Linked DNA regions of Oryzias latipes: region 1 is linked to region 2. Evidence: chromatin contacts called from public Hi-C data. All regions are on one chromosome and are shown on one strand. Each heading gives the region's core, a stretch centred on a gene start, on an enhancer-like site or on the middle of the called end of the contact. The rest is flanking DNA. Distances are from core to core; before and after follow the strand shown. Region 1 overlaps shox2 (short stature homeobox protein 2). Region 2 has its middle 19 kb from the start of dock10.

The links. A called contact is a pair of places that touch in the nucleus more often than the background predicts.
Region 1: a contact with region 2 is called in a Hi-C map of embryo, with 1.8 times the contacts expected there. The contact joins two enhancer-like sites.

The regions. Positions count from the first base shown.
Region 1 is chr13:15,310,371-15,314,089 of ASM223467v1, reverse strand. shox2 (short stature homeobox protein 2) reads left to right here. Exons shown (of 5, transcript XM_023961891.1): 5 at 920-3,598. The coding sequence ends at 1,177. Among protein-coding and RNA genes, the nearest start is that of shox2, 6.6 kb to the left of the region's middle. Within about 2 kb of position 1,514, at least 4 of the 8 cell types and tissues checked have an H3K27ac peak or open chromatin away from gene starts, as enhancers often do. A contact at or near this core is called in embryo, where this site is marked.
Region 2 is chr13:15,250,506-15,254,244 of ASM223467v1, reverse strand. No RefSeq gene overlaps it. Among protein-coding and RNA genes, the nearest start is that of dock10, 19 kb to the right of the region's middle. Within about 2 kb of position 2,009, at least 3 of the 8 cell types and tissues checked have an H3K27ac peak or open chromatin away from gene starts, as enhancers often do. A contact at or near this core is called in embryo, where this site is marked.

The DNA of each region.
Region 1 (3,719 bases), core at 265-2,764, 60 kb before region 2:
TATATCCCCTCTACCCCCACCATCGCCTGTGCGCAACTGTTGTTTTGGCCTTGGCACAGGTTATGGCCCAAGTGCTGCAGAAACTCACTGTATAACTTGAGGGGAAATAAACTCATTACAGACATTTTTATGGGATAAAGGGATATAATTTTGCATGAGTGGAAAGTTTATTGTAAGTCCCAAAAGGTATAAAATTGGTTTTGTGGCGCAAAGCTCCAAGGTGTTGTTTCGGTTTCATAATAAACAGCAGACTGCGGAGGTCAGTAAAAGTATGGACAGAACGGCATTCATGGTTCTTCAACTGCTTGCAGCAGCCTTCCCTTTGGATGGAAGACTTGCTGTACAAAAAAGCTACGGTTTATGCTTAGACTCTAGAAATGAAACACATGTCGCCCTTAATACTTAATAGTAATATTTTTTTAAGTGAACATAATATTCACAGGAAGCTTTGCACCAACTTGCTTTAAACCAAATAGCTTAAACAGAATACATTCAACAAAAAGTACATTAAAAGAACAACATCTGCTTAAAAATGAATAAAATAGTCTCTGGAATGCACAGCATTACAGTAAGTGTGTACTTTATTAACTTTTAATGATAAAACCACTCCAATTTTTCTACAGTTCTATGTTTTTCCTTATTTTTAGTTTGCATTTTTCTCCCAAATCATTGCATATTGATGCTTGTGTATGAGTGGGGGTTTCACTAAAGAGAAACAGCCTCTCTAAGGCGACCCTTGTGCGTCATGCTCATGAACATCATCATCATTGTATGGATGAAAGATGCAGTCTCTTTAGTAAAAAATGATCCTTCAAGCAACCCACTGCAAAGTTAACGCATGTTCTCCCCCTTCTCTTCCCCATCCGTGCGTCCCGTCCCGTAGGATAGTCATTGCAACGTGCCGCCCTTCTCCTTTCAGGTGCAGGCGCAGCTGCAACTGGACAGCGCCGTGGCCCACGCGCAGCACCACCTGCACTCGCACCTGGCTGCGCATGCGCCCTACATGATGTTCCCCGCGCCACCGTTCGGACTCCCGCTGGCCACGCTTGCGGCGGAGTCCGCCTCCGCCGCCTCCGTGGTCGCCGCCGCCGCGGCAGCCAAAAACACCAGCAAGAACTCCAGCATCGCCGACCTGAGACTGAAGGCCAAAAAGCACACGGCCGCTTTGGGACTGTGACGCCATGGAGACGCCAGGACACGAGGCGTGGACACCGTCCGGCACTGAACAAAAACCCTCACAAAGTGGACCCCCCCCCCAACAAATATTCCTGGGACAAACTGAAAAAAAATCCGTTAGCCATGGACGTATTAATTTATGCTTTGTAAATGAAGGAGGAGGAGAATAAAGAATAAATATAGGCTATTTATGAAATAGAGAGGACAATGACAAAAATAGCCTCCATTTTTTTTATTTCAAGCCAAAAAGAGTGGCTTCATGCACCAGGAGGAGCCTGCTCTGCAGACACATGGCTGAAGAGGCCGGTGGGACACCCTGAGGAGGCGCATGAAGGAGGAGGAGGAGGAGGAGGAAGCAGCTGGCACGGTCGATACTTTGTCAAACAAAGCGAACCACTCTGCAGTTGTACTGTTCGTGTTCGGTTTTAACGTGATATTATTGTTGCTCTGATTCTACTTCGTTCATAAAGAGGCTGGCCTCATCATATTTCAAAAAACAAACAAAAAAACTTTCTCTGCAAAAGGACGGAGAGGGAAACCTTTGGCAAATAAAAAGACAACTTAGGAGTTGTTCCTTCTTCTGTTTCATGTCCAGTTTGGAGGAAAGAAAAAAAAAAACAATGCCTCTGCGGTGTTTGCATGAGTTTGTGAGCCACCTTTCCCCCCGTTTGGTCCCGTCTCCTCTGTCCTTTTAACGCGTGAATGTTGGGGCCTGCGTGACCTTCTCCTTGGACCTTTTTGGCCAACAGACGTGAGGTTGTGAGACACGCACAGGCTTTGTTAAACGTGACCATACTTCCATTCATATTAACAAACTGATGTCCTTTTGAAGGAGTCACAGCCAACAACAACAACACTTAGGGGAGTTAGGTTTACGCAAACCGGTACGGGCACCTGTAAGATATGTTAATACACAAGAAACATGCATTATTTTTTATTATTTAGTGGCTTTATGAATGCCTTGTGGGAAATTTGATCCTTTTTTAAAAACTTTGTTTCTGTGTAATAAATTCACGTGCTTAGCCGATGTAATTTTGATGTTTTTTTAAAATAAAAATCTCACCTGAGGCAGGGGTTTCTTAAAAAAAAAGAAAGAGTATTCATGAAATTGTTTTACTTTTTTCCATAACATGTGAGACGTGAATTAACGAAATGTCTTTCGTTCTCATAATAAATCAACTAAAGTTTCTTAAATGAGTTGACTTTTTTATTTTTTTAACAATTCAATCGTTTTTTTAACAAATTATTATTACTATTATTATGATTATTTTTATTATTAGTGTTGTTGTCGTTATACCACCGAGAGGAACTGATCTTAAATAATTCATGACTTTAGCTGGAGCTCTTTTGATAACGTCACTGTTGTGACAGGCCCGTTTAGTCGCGAACATTGCTGTCTGTTGCTGCGCCAAAAACCGATGCATTATTCATTGTTCGGTTTGGAGGGCTTGTACTTGAGGGCTGATCATTTCTAATACCAACTAAACGGCCAGATAAAGGACAAATCTACCGGATGAATTAAAAAATATCCACTTTTGAAACATTCAAAAATATATTCTTTGGACAAAAAGTTTTTTAAAAATCGTTTTTAAGGCTTTTCATTATTTTTTAACAAATGTTACAGAAAATACGATTCAAAACTAACAACAGTAAACTCATAATTAGTTTAAAAACACATGTATTTAGTTAACATTAATTATAGCCCTTAAACAAATACATTTAGCACATTTTAAATAGATAATGTCAATAATTCTGAATACAAAAGTGCTCTGATTTTGATGTAATACTTTTTGCTTTTTTTTATTTTCGAAAAGTGGATGATATGAAATATATGTAAAGTTTATCACCACTAATACAATGAATGTTTTTACCTGCATCTAAAAATGATCTAATTCGCTTCCTAACATGTTAACCGCCTCTATTGAACATTTAATAAACACCTGACACAAGAGCGTATAATTATAGGAATCCAGCTCCCATTAGCTCTCCAATCTTTCCACAAACACAATGTCTTAAGCTATTAATTAATACTGATTTCACCGAGACTGTAGACGGGTCCACAGTGTTTGCGCACCTCAGCGTTTGGGGCAGGATTTAGACGCCAAAAGTATTGAATTATCGATTCGGAGCCTCGCCAGTAATGGAGGGCATGGAAGTGTGTGTGGGAAGGAAACCGCTGAGCGGGAGTGCGCGTGCTGTCCTTCGTTGGAACACATGCACTGGGGTCGGGGGCGCGCAAATCCTGGACTGTCCCATAAAAAAATAAATACTCCCAATCCCATGCAGTAACATCAAATTGTTCAGTTTTCTTTACTAACAGTTTGGAGAAATTATAATAATTAAAATTGCACTGTCTTTGGATTTTGACAACACAATTTGAATAATACAACTATGTTTTAAGTGGATTAAAATGTCCTAAAGCTCAGGTGTCACTGTGTGTGTATTTTGTTTTGAAGAGCAGTGAAAACATGGGTTTCATGAGTGGCCCATCAGCTATCAGGATGTCCTGAGATGTAATGCTGGAGTGGAGGGTCTCTGCTCTG
Region 2 (3,739 bases), core at 760-3,259:
TGGTGAAATTGTTATGTCAAAAAAAGAATTGATAAAAAGTGCTTTAAAAGATTACTAGCGCATAAGGAGATCAGAAGATGGCAAATGGTAAAAGTAAAAGAAAGTAAAAGAATTGCCACTGACGGGTTTCTGCCTACTTTCTGTTTCTCTTGAGAGCACATTTCTAAGAATTTCATAACTTTGGCTCTCACACATCTCATTTCACCTTAAAGAGAGACTTTTTTTAAAAGCAGATAAGTACAACTGACTGAGCCTGGATGACAGCAGGTACAATGACAAGGAGAGTAAATGCAAGTGCAGCAAAATTTGAAGGAGAGAAATGGACTGGAGATTTCTGAGGTGTTGTTTTAGCTTTGATTTCACGTGCCGATTTCATTTTGGCAAAAGTATCCTTAAAAGACAGAAAATGAAACTGAACAAAAATGTACGACCACAGCAAGTTGGGTAAAAAGTTGAACATCAGAGAGCACAGAACTTGAGTTGTCACATAAGCATCTATTTCCCTGCTTGTCTCTGCACCTGCTCCTGTAGATGCCCCCGGGTCCCTGACTGGAGAAAAGAGAGACAACAAGGCCTGTTTGTGAACTTCCAGAGCGAGCGAGCAAAATATTGAACATTTCACTTTGAGTCGCATCAAAAACCTGAAAAGTTTGGAGAGCGTAATCAATTTGGAAAAGGGTTTTTATTTCACTGCTGAGCAGGAGTCAAGCCTTTGAAAAGTAGACGCTGACATTCTCAAAAAAAAATGGAGGCATACACAGATCCCACGTCTTTGTATTGTTTTGGTCTTTGTTTGTAGAAGGTTTGTAGAGGAGGAGGGAGTTGGCTCCCAGTTTCAACCTCAAGTATTATTCCATACACACACTTTGTTCGGTTTTTAAAAGAAATGTAGAATGCTATTAGATATTATTTTAAGTGGAGGTAGTGATTTCAATGCCAAATGTCAAATCAGATGTAGATGACTGGGAGGGTTTTCCATGCTAATAGGGCAGTTAATATTCTGATGATATGGCTGTGTGTTAATATCTCTGAGAAAGTGTGTGTATATATATATATGTGTGTGTCTTCCTCCATGTAGACACGGGGATGGGGAACCCAAGGGCGGGCAGGCCTGTGTCGGCTCGACTGGAGCGCCTTGCTGTTTTACCGCAGGAAGTAACACAGAAAAGCAGCAGGGATGTTTATGAACGCCTCCGATCCCTGAAGACGTGCAGGCTGACCTGATTATCGCCTGCATGTAATTCCACAGTCGGCAAGGTGCTGCTGCTCCTGGAGGGGTTTGGAAGGTGCGTCTGCGAGTGTGTGCGTGCACTCCATCAGTGGTAGGTATCATTACACATCATTAGAGGGTTTGAGGAGTCTCGAGCTGCTTTAGTTGTGTGTGCAAGTCTGTTTTTGTCAGACGCACTCTAGGAAGATCACTGACAGCGCAGCCCTGAAGATACGCAGACATTAAAACACACACATAAAGAAAAAAGTGGGTATTTATCAGTCAAGCTTGTTTTGTTATTGCATGCATTCTTTTGACATGAGCACTGACTGTGCCCTTTGTAAAAGAGGAAATCAAATAACAGGGCCAACGGGAGCAGAGCTGCAATCCCCTCCAGCATGTACAAACAGAAATAATCCGAAGCTGCTTATATTTAACAATAGTAGAACAACTTTTATACAAAGCTATGCAAAGTTTCAGCAGTCATTTAAAGGTTTGTCTACATTTGTTTTCTTGTGTATTCGGAGATGCCTGGCGTCTTCTCATTTATTTCCCTAGACAGCTATTTGTTAAGTTCTGTTTAGTATTCACTGCCAGGATGTGTCTGGAGTGATTCTGTTGATCAGCTGGTGATTTGTGAGCCGATCCAAGAAAGCCGCAGTTAACTGGTTCAGCATGTTTAAATGTGGAGAGCAGGAAGGAGAGCCAGGCCTCCAGTCAGCCCAGTGACCTAACACTGTGTAGCGAGCGCAGCCACAAGACATCTCTATCAATCACTGGGCACAGCATGTCTAGGCTCAAAAAGAAAACAGAGGAGGCTGATGTACAGCTGGGTGCTGCCATCTTCTGGCCGGGGGGCCACACAAGGCGTGCAAATACATCTCCTTTTTTTTTTTTTTTAATCCACGTTTTAAATCCTCACAAAACCACTAGTAAATGAAAAATGTAACTTTCTCATCAAATGTCCCAGGTGTTTGAAGCCCGTGAATTAATTTCAAGACTTTTTTCCCACCTTCAAACAGAAAACACCTTCAGTATGTGAGTACACTAATTCTTTAATCTTCATCTGGAAAATGGTCCCTGATGAGTGTCTTATGAAAATGTAAATTTCCAATGAAATATATTACTTTAGCCCAGTAAAGACTGTATGTCCTCAGGTGATTGTACAGTAAACAGGGCAGAAGCAGAGAAAAGCTCCTGGCTACCTCTCTCCACCCCGGAGTGAACACATCAAGCTAATGCATGGCGACGCATGGTGAGTTATTGCTCTGAGTACCAGGCCGCTGGTTCTGCTCAGAGCCCTGGTTTGATCTTTTATTTACACTCCTTTTTGCTGAGGATTTCAGAACAATTTTCTCAGCTTTTTACAGTCAACAAACTACAAAGCAAGGCGCCTGTGTCTGGGAGGCATGTTGAATAGAGAAAAAGGCCGCTGCTTTTGCTGCTTGCTTCAGAGAAAAACAACAAAAACAGCTAAATCGGTTCAGCTACTTTGGACTCCATGCTGGCCGAGTAAATGGGCCAAAACGAACGTGACAGCTCTGGAGGGAAAGGTGAGCAAATGGATGGCAAGATGGATCGAAGGAGAGCTGTGAAAGAAGTAACGACACAAAAAGGCTAACAAACTGAAAGACGGCTAGGACCATTACATGGTCAAAGTGTAGGACGTACCCTTCTGACTGCGAGTGCTGTTGCATATTCACTCAAGTGGCTGTCAGAGAAACGAAGCCGGTACCCTAAAACTATTATTCTACCATTATTTTTTGTGCAGGTCACGATTGTGGCATAATGCAATAGCATTCATCTATTTCATTCATTTTAGTTCTTAGAGAGTGACACGCAATTTAATTACCCATCCTGCTCTTTGGCGGTAGGAGCGGGAGCCAGCGCCTCACCCCCTCCCGCAGCTCACTCACTTCTCGTAAAGGATCGAGGGTGCTGAAACAATGATGGATAGAGTCTGAAAAGTGCATTATTTCTGATGCATTTTTGATTATTTCTACCCTTTCCCTTTTTTCAGGTAATGCAATAAGCCTGATCCTCTCTGAGTTCTGTCAGGGACATGGATATAGCAACAGCTTAGCCATCACTTTCTATTGGCAGGAAAGTCATTGTTTCTGAAACAAGGACTTCTTTGTATATTTTTTTATAGCTTCTTTACTCTTTTTCTCCCTTTTTTCAAAATATTTTTTGCCTGTACTTTACTGTCTCTCTTTCTTCGCATCTTTTATGTTTCCGTCTGCTCATCTGTCTCCAGCTTGGAGACATTCTCATTTGGACTGGTGCCTTGAATGCCCCAACAGACTGACAATAGTTCCTCATCGGAAAAATTTCAAAGACCTCTTCAAAGTAAATGAATCAATAAGTGCTCATATGTGGGGTTAAAGCCGAGGTTATCCTGATACCATTTAACTCCAGACCAGACACTCCCTTAGCCTCAATGTAAAAAGCAGAGCCAGTGACTTCTTGTTTGGTAAATAAATTTCAATCTTTAAAATGAAGAATATCAATCTCTCCTAATATGACATA